2 separate regions of the Oryctolagus cuniculus genome follow, and region 1 is linked to region 2. Evidence: chromatin contacts called from public Hi-C data. All regions are on one chromosome and are shown on one strand. Each heading gives the region's core, a stretch centred on a gene start, on an enhancer-like site or on the middle of the called end of the contact. The rest is flanking DNA. Distances are from core to core; before and after follow the strand shown.

Evidence for each region. Hi-C and Micro-C count contacts between places; a contact is called where the count stands out from the background.
Region 1: a contact with region 2 is called in a Hi-C map of an unstated tissue, with 10 times the contacts expected there. The contact joins the promoter of SNAI2 here to the enhancer-like site in region 2. A contact is called at or near these places in 5 of 6 Hi-C or Micro-C datasets (ear pinna, embryonic fibroblasts, psoas muscle and 2 more).

What each region holds. Positions count from the first base shown.
Region 1 is chr6:73,113,883-73,118,818 of mOryCun1.1, forward strand. It overlaps SNAI2 (snail family transcriptional repressor 2), which reads right to left and starts at 3,234. Exons shown (of 3, transcript XM_002710513.5): 1 at 2,849-3,234; 2 at 1,543-2,088; 3 at 1-639. The coding sequence starts at 2,927. The coding sequence ends at 458. It overlaps LOC103348011 (a long non-coding RNA gene), which reads left to right and starts at 3,141. Exons shown (of 3, transcript XR_007918597.2): 1 at 3,141-3,257; 2 at 4,350-4,449.
Region 2 is chr6:72,293,087-72,297,786 of mOryCun1.1, forward strand. No RefSeq gene overlaps it. Among named protein-coding and RNA genes, the nearest start is that of UBE2V2, 93 kb to the left of the region's middle. Within about 2 kb of position 1,290, at least 2 of the 8 cell types and tissues checked have an H3K27ac peak or open chromatin away from gene starts, as enhancers often do.

The sequences.
Region 1 (4,936 bases), core at 1,984-4,483, 820 kb after region 2:
TGGCAAATTCTCTTCCTATAGGAAATTCTATTACAAACTCTATTACAAAGCAATACTGTTCTTTCAGTTGAAATGATTTGGCAGCATTGTAAAATCTTTGCATTCTTTCTTGGTAAGGAAAGATGCAATGTGCTTTTCGCTTCATCTTTGAAGAGAAAGGTCCTTGTCTTTTATCCTTTCAATCTAGCTGTCAGTAAATATATGGTAATTTTGAACTTCACATGGAAAGGATTAACTTTAAACACATGGATTCCGTGCTCTTGCAGCTTCGTGTGTTGTGTGTGTGTGTGTGTGTGGTGTGTGCATGTGTGCACGCATGCATGCATGCATGCGTGTGTGTGTCTATACATATTATTTGGTCGGTAAGCACAAGAGAAAATGCCTTTGGACTTTTATTTGTCATTTGGCGTCGGAGTGAAGAAATGCATTCTGTTCGAGTAAACATTGATTGCGTCACTCAGTGTGCTACGCAGCAGCCAGATTCCTCATGTTTGTGCAGAAGAGACATTCTGGAGAAGGTTTTGGAGCAGTTTTTGCACTGGTATTTCTTGACATCAGAATGGGTCTGCAGATGAGCCCTCAGGTTGGACCTGTCTGCAAATGCTCTGTTGCAGTGAGGGCAAGAAAAAGGCTTCTCCCCTGTGGGTGGAGGTGAGAAAGAGACAAAGTGTGTTTTAGTCAAAACATAAAGTCAAATAACATGAATGGGTAACTAAACCATTGTGCCAGAAGAATGAGAAGTGACAAAACCTGATTTAAATACCAATAATAATAGCTACTTTACTATATAGCCCTTTGAGATAAATTTGAATGTTGAATTAAATAAAACCCTACCCAGAATACCACTATTGGTGCCAGTCACGCCGAAAAGAATTCACGGAGCTCTGGGACTTTCACTTATCAAAGCTTCTCTGCCTCAGCAGGTGCAATTAATGTTGAACACCTCTCAATATTTCCCAGTATTTGCCCCTTTCCCTCCTTTTGTGTTATTACTAAGGCAGTCTAAATGCCTTGACTCTCCACAGAAAGATTTTTGTGCAAGAAGCACAATTTCAGCAGCACAAGAAACACAACACCAAAGGCACACAGCAAATTTCATCCCAACTAGGCAACTCACCGAGAGGTGCTAGTATAGTCATCACAGCAAGAGTGTAGTTAAGAGAGTACTATAGGAAACATCTTCATCTATTTACCAAATCAATGGATCAGGATAGCAGCATTCGTATTTGCTGATTACTGGGGGCAGTTGCACAGAATACACATGTCAGCACACCTTTCCTGATTTTCTAACTGATCTTTGAGACCAACCTCCCATGTCTGCTTTCCAAAGTCTAAATGCTGTTTGCAGTCTCTGGAGCAGAGTTTGTTAGCAAGAAAGGGAGAACTCTGTGCTCTAACAACTTTTGGAGCAGTCAGGAAGTGGCCATCAAAGACCACCCATCACTCAAAAGCACTGGGTCACTACTTCATGCACAGCCCACAGCCAGCCCACAGCTGGCGTTCCATCAGAGAGCCCCGTCCTGAGGAGGGTGTTTCTCTTACCAGTGTGAGTTCTGATGTGTCCTTGTAGCAACCAGGGTCTGGAAAACGCCTTGCCACAGATCTTGCAGACACAAGGTAACGTGTGGGTCCGAATGTGCATCTTAAGGGCGCCCAGGCTCACATACTCCTTGTCACAGTATTTACAGCTGAATGATTTCCTAGACTGGGCGTCGCAGTGCAGCTGCTTATGTTTGGCCAGCCCAGAAAAAGTTGAATAAGTCTTATTGCATAAATTGCACTGAAACTTCTCAGCTTCAATGGCATGGGGGTCTGAGAGTTTGGATTGCAGTCTTTCCTCTTCATCGCTAATGGGGCTTTCGGAGCCGCTGTGGTCCTTGGATGAGGTGTCGGATGGAGGAGGGGGACTCACGCGCCCCAAGGAGGAGGGGTATCCGGAGAGAGGAGAGAGGCCGCTGGACAGAGGGGAGTGGAATGGTGCCGTCGTAGTCCACACGGTTATGGGGCTGTACGCTCCGGAGCTGAGGATTTCTGGTTGTGGAATGACAGGCATGGGGTAACTCTCATAGAGATATGGGGCAATGATCACTGGGGGAAAGAAAAGGAGAGAGAAGGAGATTTAGGTAAAAAAAAAATAACTGAGATAAAACATGCACACACCCACAGGCAGGAAAGATCTGACAACACAGAGAGCACTTGGTAATGAAGAAGAGAGCCTCGTTTAAGAGGACACACGCACTGGGAAAACACTGCCCTTCCACCCTGGCCACTACATGGTTACTGTGCTGGAGGCACACACAGCCTGACAGCTGCCCCCGCCAGCCCCGCACTGGGCACCCCGGGAGCGCAGCCCAGGCAGTGCCTTCCCGCCCCATCCAGGAGGAAGAACCCAGACCTTATTTCTAAAGAGCAGACACAACAGCTGTTTTCCACGGAAGGCACGAGCTATTTACATGTGTTATAACCGCCGAGAGCCAACACAGGGGGGAGGTCAGGCTGCCTTCTGAAGGAAAGAAGCTCCAAGAAGGGAAAAAAGCAACAATTGCACACTGACGTAGCTGAGTGGCTCATCTGCCACAGATCACTGTGCAAGTACCTACAAGCTCCAGAGACGGAAGCTGCCAGCGCTGAATAAAGTCTTCCCTGTCAGTTAGGAGTTTTCAAAGTTTTGAATTAAAACGAGTTCTAGGTGATCAAAAGACGCCCAGCTCTCCTTTAGAACAGTTTCCAAAGGAAACAGCTGAGACGTTAGCTCTTTTGTAATCCAGTGTTTCAGCAGGCACACCTATTTATATTTGCATATCGTTACAGTTCTAGGCAAACTTTTCATCATTATTTTTTTGTTTACCTGTGTGTGTGTCCAGTTCGCTGTAGTTCGGCTTTTTGGAGGCGTTGAAATGCTTCTTGACCAGGAAGGAGCGCGGCATCTTGCAGGCAGGTCTGGCGGGCGCCCGGCGCGGATAACGGTCCGGCGGGAGGACGCGGCCGGTCCCTACAGCATCGCGGCCGGCCGGGCTTGGGCTCGGGCCGCGCTCAGGTGCCGCGGGCGGACGGGCCGGCGCCTCTGAGGTCTCCCGGCTCCTTTACGAACTGAGCCCGTTCGGGCTGCGAGGGTTTTTTTTTCCTCTCTTTTGCAAGAAGGATCCAATCACAGCCGAGAGGCTCAGGTTTCAGCCCCGCCCCCTGGGACAGCTGTGAACAGAGGAAGAATCTGTTGTCAGACTAAATTATTCTGCTTCAAAATGGACTGTTTTTCGGTATTTCAGGGGAGAGGCGGGGAGAGGTGCTTAAATATTTCTAAGAGAGTCGATGTCCCTGCGTTAGCTCTGCCCACCGATTTCGTACTCTCCCGGAGCTCCGGGGCTCGGTCGGAGGGGCTGCGATGGCTGCCCCGAGCCGGCCTGGCGTCCAGATGTGGGCAGCGCGCAGGCGAAGGCACGCAATGTCCGCCCGAGGAAGGAAAAAGCTGGCCTGCAAGCTAGCGGGGAGCCTGGGCTTCAGGAGCGCCTGTATTTGGAAGTGGCATTTGGAGAGGGTTGCCTTGCTCAGGGAGCAAACAAAGAGCTGTTCTTGGCGTTTGCGAAAGGAAGGTGGAAGTGTGAAGACAAAAGCGCCGCGGTGTGGGGGCTCCCGGGGCTAGTCCCGGTCCGCAGCCCCGGCCGCTGCCCCAGCGCTCGGCGGCCGCTGTGCGCGGCCAGCCCTAGGCTGAGCCAGAGGCGGCGCTTTTTCTCCTGGACGTTAGGTAGTCCTGTCACCGTGTTAGCCATGGGGGCTGAGAATTGCTTTGTAGCCCCGTCGCAGGGCTGCTTCTCCGGGGAGGAGAGAATCCGCAAAGATAGAAAGGCTGGCAGAGAGGGAGGGACAATAGTTAAACTGTCATTATGGGCCGTGGAAAATTCTCGCACAAGCGCCTTTGAGAAGAGTTCGAGTACCACAAGGCTTTTTTTTTTTTTTTTTTCATGAGCGAGAAAGGCTAGCATGGATCTTTGAAGACAAATGTTTCAAGTATTTATGTACTTTCATTTGGGGCTACTTCCCTCAGAATACATTCATCATAACCCATGCCAGTATGAACCCATTTCCTGTAGTGCACCGAAAAATATACAAGGATGCCCTTAGGAGCACTACATCTATGAAGTTTTAAGGAGGTATTGGGTCACCAGCAAAAACACCTTGCTTATGAGTATGGTATTAAATCTAAAATTCCTCTAACCTGGCTCTGTTTGAAAGTAAAATATCAACCATCTTTTCAAACATTCCAGTCCATTTCACATTTTCCTTCCTACTTGTTCAAAGAATGAAGACAGAAGAAATCTGCAAGAAGACCACCCTATTCTTGTTTCTAACAGGTGCTAGAAGGGGAAAAATGTGGAAAAGAAAACAACAGTGGTGATGTCAGGACTTGGGTGAGAAGTGCATTGTCAGACGGCCTAACTGCTTAATCTTGGGGTGAGAAAACCAGACTGCTGTGTTTGTGTGTGTGTGTGTGTTGTGTACCAGGGCCATGCTCATAGGTTTCCTGAGCTGATTTCAATGAGTCCCTTTTGTGAGTCCAGCAGTCACTGTTCTAAATGTCAAGCAGAGAAAGGAATTCAGATGATTCCTTATGCTATGGGAACCTGATGGGCAGGAAATGCAAAATATGAATTCACATTAGGTGCTACCACAGTCCGTACCTGGAGTCTAAGTCGGAGTCGGGATTCCGAGCCGGCTACTTTTGTTCAGATTTAGACACCTGGTTCATTTGCACAGGAGTCCTCCTTGTCCTTCCCACACCATTTCCTGCAAAATGCATGTTATCTTAGAGACACAATACATTTGGGAAAATACAAGTAGCTGCGGACTTTTATTTCCTCCCCTACTTTCTCTCTGTATAGAGTCTATTCACAATGGAGGAGTGTTAGAGAATGTTCTGGTGTTTATTCGCTGGTAATTA
Region 2 (4,700 bases), core at 40-2,539:
TGGTGGTACCTCCCCCACGACCCAGGTAAGAGGAGGTACTTCCTGGGGAGAGGGGTCCCCTGATTGACAGGTGGGTGAACAGGGCAACACAGAGTGAAGGAGGTGCGGCTTCCAGCTCATGAGTTTAAAACTATCTATCTAAGCTGTCCTGCCTCAGTGGGGTTGCGGTGACGCATCAGCCACGTCAGCCATGTCGGCCAGGACGCCACGTTGTCTCTGAGGAGGACATGCACTGGTAAGCGTTTTAACCCTGTCCCTCAGGCTGCAGCACTGTGGAAAGTGGCCCCGCGGCCATGCCAGGGGCAAGGAGAGGAGGAGGCAGAGGTGCAGAGGGTGGGGGGAGACCAGGGTCACCCCGTGTGGGCCCCCCTGTCTGTTGTGAGGCTCACCGCAGGGACAGGCACCTCTTTCCTGAATCTCTAGTGGGCCCAGCCTGTGCCTGGCGCCTTTCTGCCTAGTTCGATGTTTCTTTCATTGAAGACTTGGGTCCCCAGGCTACTGTGAGCATAACAGGGCACCGGAATGCCACCGAGAGTCCTGGAAACTTGCAGGTGGTGTTTCCTCATGGCCGTGGCAGATGATCTGCTTCAGCAATTTGAGTTCAAGATGAATTTGTATGACAGCTGGGTCTGACTTCCGCCTGGGCATCGGGGAAGGGCCTGTGTCAACAGTACGGAGCTGTGGGTGAATTTTTGCTGCAGCACTTTGCGCGGGAGCCTAGCCTCAGGCGCCACACGACCCCGTCCCTGGCCGGCCAGCATCAGCCACAGGCAGTCTGGATGTGGCCTTGGGGAGCTCCTGGGTCCCCCAGATGCTGTACATGTTAGGGAAAATGTTAGTGTATTGTTTCAGAACTCATAAACGCCATCTTGATCTCCGTTTGATTTTTTAATGGGAGTCCCAAGGAATCAGGTTTAAAAATGGAGTGAAACAAAGCTGAACATGGCCAGGAAATGCCGAGCCGGGAGGCAGGAGGTGAGTGCGTGCTGGGGTCGCCTTGAGCTTGCACATGTGCGCAGCCTCCTGCCAAACGGAAAACAGAGCGGAGGTCTCTCCCGGGAGTGCTCTGCAAGCTGAAGGCCCACGGCAGCACAGAGTGTGCCGCATAACAGAGTTTACAGGCAGTTTGGGGAATGGTGGGTGGTCTCCCGGGAGGAGAGTCTGTGTGGGAATTTATCTGGAGCCTGGTGGAGTCCCATTCTGAAACATTTAATGAACACCACTTTGGAAACATTCGCCTTTTATTTTACCCGGTTCGGTCGCTAGGAGGAGCATGTGCACAGCAAGTCGGTGATGCTCTCCAAGTCCTGGTGCCTTTCCAGGATCACATCGTAAGGTTTCAGTTGTGTGAGCCCTGGGCTCTGATCCTCCTCACTCCTGCCCCGCCCGGGCCCCGTCCTTGGGTGACTTTGATTTGGAACGACGTGAGACGATGATGAAGGTGTGGGTGGAGGTGAAGGCTGGGTGTTTTGCTCTTTGCTTCTGGGGCTGGCCCTAGTGTACTAATGGAACTGACTGAAAATCAATTGAAATTTCCATCCCAGTTTCCAGTGCTCTCGGTGCACTTGCTGTCCACTCTTGGGCACGTCTGGAACAGAGGGAGATGTGCAGGTGCATCAGAGACACAGTTCAAAATATGAGAATGTAGGTGCCTTGTTTTGATTAGTCACTTTCTTAGTTCTGGTAATTGTGAATATTCTAGCATTTTTATTTTTCAAACAGTTTTACCAAATCTGAAAGGGGATTTTTCTCCTGTGGGGATGTCATTGCAGCTTATGGGGTTCTAATGATTGAAAAAAGTGCTTTGTTAGGGTGATGGGGTAGTAAGTGATTTAAAAATATATATTAAAATATTAAAATGTTTATTAATGTGTATTAAATATTTGGTTAATGGTGATGTGGTTTCATTAGGGCAATACAAATACTATCAGTGGCTTGGGAAACTTTTTCTTCATTTTTAAAATCAAGTGCTTTTTCTTGGCTCAGTGGTAGAAATGTAAATCATACCCCTATATTCTTCTTAATCTCCCATTCTCCACATCATCTGTACCATATTTACTTAATATCTAGCAAAAATCTACCTAAATCCAAGAATGTCACTTCCATTGCATGAGTAACTTAAGGCCTTTTCTCTTAGGTAGGTTTATTTATTTAGATATTTAAAAAGATTTATGTGTTTGGAAGGCAAAGTGACAGACACAGAGAGAGACAGAGAGAGAGATCTTGCATCTGTTGATTCACTTCCCAAATGACTGCAATAACTGGAGCTGGTTAAGGTTGAAGCTAAGAGTTAGGATTTCCACCTGGGTCTTCTATGCAGGTGGCAGAGGCTCAATTCCTTGGGTCCTCTTCCACTGCCTTCTCAGGCACACTAGGAGGGAGCTGGGTCAGAAGTGGGGCACCCAGGACTTGAACCAGTGCTCTGATGCAGGCTGCCAGCATTGCAAGCAGAGGCTTAAACTGCTGTGTCACAATACTGACCCCTGTTTAGGAATTAAAAAAACCATGAATTTATTACTGGAAGGTAATATAGATATATTCCATTTGCTGATCCGCTCCTCAGATGTTCACACAGCTGAGCTGCACAGGCTGCAGTCGGGAACCAGGAGCTTGAGTCTCCCACGTGCATGGCAGGGACCCAGTACTTGAGCCATCACCTGCTGCTTTCCAGGGAGTGCATTAGCAGGAAGCTGTAAGCAGGAAAGAAGCTGGGGCTTGAACCCAGGCACTCTGATATGGGTTTTCAGGTCTTATATAACATGTGTTAACTTTTAGACTCATTTCTGATATTTGTAATATGCTTCAAAGTACTTTACCTATGATTTTTAAAAAATGAAACTTGTTATCGTCCAAATTACCATAAAAAAGCAACATTGCGGGATTGAGTAGGACTCAGTCACTTCTACTTTTTTGACTTCAGGGAGTTCTTTTCTGTGCTGGATAAGAGGTACTGCTTTATGTTGTCTGGAACGTTCCTTTGAAGTATTTACCATATCTGACAAACTCAGGCATTTAGAAGTTATCCATCTTCTGCAAGTGTCCACATTTTCCCAGAGGATTTTAGTAAAATATCCCCATTCCTACTGTGCCCCATATGTGTGGGAAGAGCAAGAGCAGAGAACCTTCTCTGTTGGAAGAGTGATTTTTAAAATGATTTTATTCTCGAAAGTAATAGCTTTGTGCAGGACAACAGACCCTGACACGGCAGCAAGATATTTTACTGTTTCAGAGTAAGAGGATCCCTGGGGTCCAGGGCAGGCGCCTGGCTGCATCTGCTCTGTTTTGCCTTCAGGGGACTGGAGGAGGAAATGGGGTTTATAAACGATCATTTCACAGTGTACTGGAGTGGGAGATTTCCCACCCTGGGAAAGGCAGAGCGGGCGAGACTTAGGGACTCTGCCGAGCGACTTCCTGCTAACCGGGCGTAAGCAGACAAGGTCACCGAGTCATTGCAGAGTGCATCAGGGCTGTGACTTAGTCATTTGCTGCTGTTTTCTTAGACTCTGGCAGCTGCTCAGGGGCCCTCTGGGAGCTGCTCCCACCCATGCCCACGGCCAGGATAGAGCCTCTCCTGGCTGCAACGTAACCCGAACGGAGTAAAAACGTACCTCAGTTCTCTGGAGATTCTGGTATTGAGCATTAAATTCTTCTTCTTTTTTTAAAAGATTATTTATTTGAAAGAGTTAGAGAGAGAGAATCTTCCATCTGCTAATTTATTCCCCAAATGGCCCAACAGCCAGATTGGGCTGGTCCAAAGCCAGGAGCTTTTTCCGGGTCTTTTACGTGGGTGCAGGGCCCAAGGACTTGGGGTATCTTCGGCTGCTTTCCCAGGCCCATTAGGAGGGAGCTGGATTAGAAGTGGAGCAACCAGGACTCAGACCGGCGCCTAAATGAGATGCTGGCTTCACAGACTGTGGCTTTACAGGCCAGACAGAGGCTTCCACAGAGCCAGACCCTGGGCATTAAATTCTTAAGTGAAGCTCACCAGACTGTTCAACATGAAAAGCCATTTATATAACAGCAGCAAGGCAGTGGTGACACATCTGGAGTTTGCCTCCTGTTTTTCACCTCTGGATCATTTTGATCCAATCAGGGCCATTTGAGAGATCACGAGCAACACTCACATTTTTTAGAAGCTAGAAAGACACATAAATGGCACATAAAATGTTTGAAGTTATTCCTTCCCTTTGTGTGAAACAAAGGTCGTGTTTTCCTGAAGGGTGTTTCTTTGCCATTAAGTGAATCTGTGCCCCCGACCTGACCCCTCTGCTCTCACAGCCTCCTTCACCACCTCTCTCCTTATCAGAATCCTTGCTACCATAAATTTGCCTTCCTTTCTGTCATCTCCCACCTCTCAGGCCTTTGTATTCTGTTCTAAGTCTCTGTTGCTGCACCGTGATCATGCTGAATGTGCACTGCGGTCCATGACTTCCAGGCAGCAGGTGGCATGCTTGCTGCTTCTGCCCTTGACCTGGTGGCTGGGGGAGCTGCCGCTCTTTCAACCCTGCGCTCAGGCCCAACTTCTGATGGGACAGACTTGTGGGGAGCTGAGGCCCCTTCTTACTGCCACTGGGGTTTATGGGCTGTGACCCAGGAGAAGGAGAATGGGAGATTTAGGCTGCTGTTTGGATGGCTACACTGACCCCAGCCTCCTGACCCTCATTTGCTTGAATTGCTTGGACTGTTTATTTGAGCTCTGG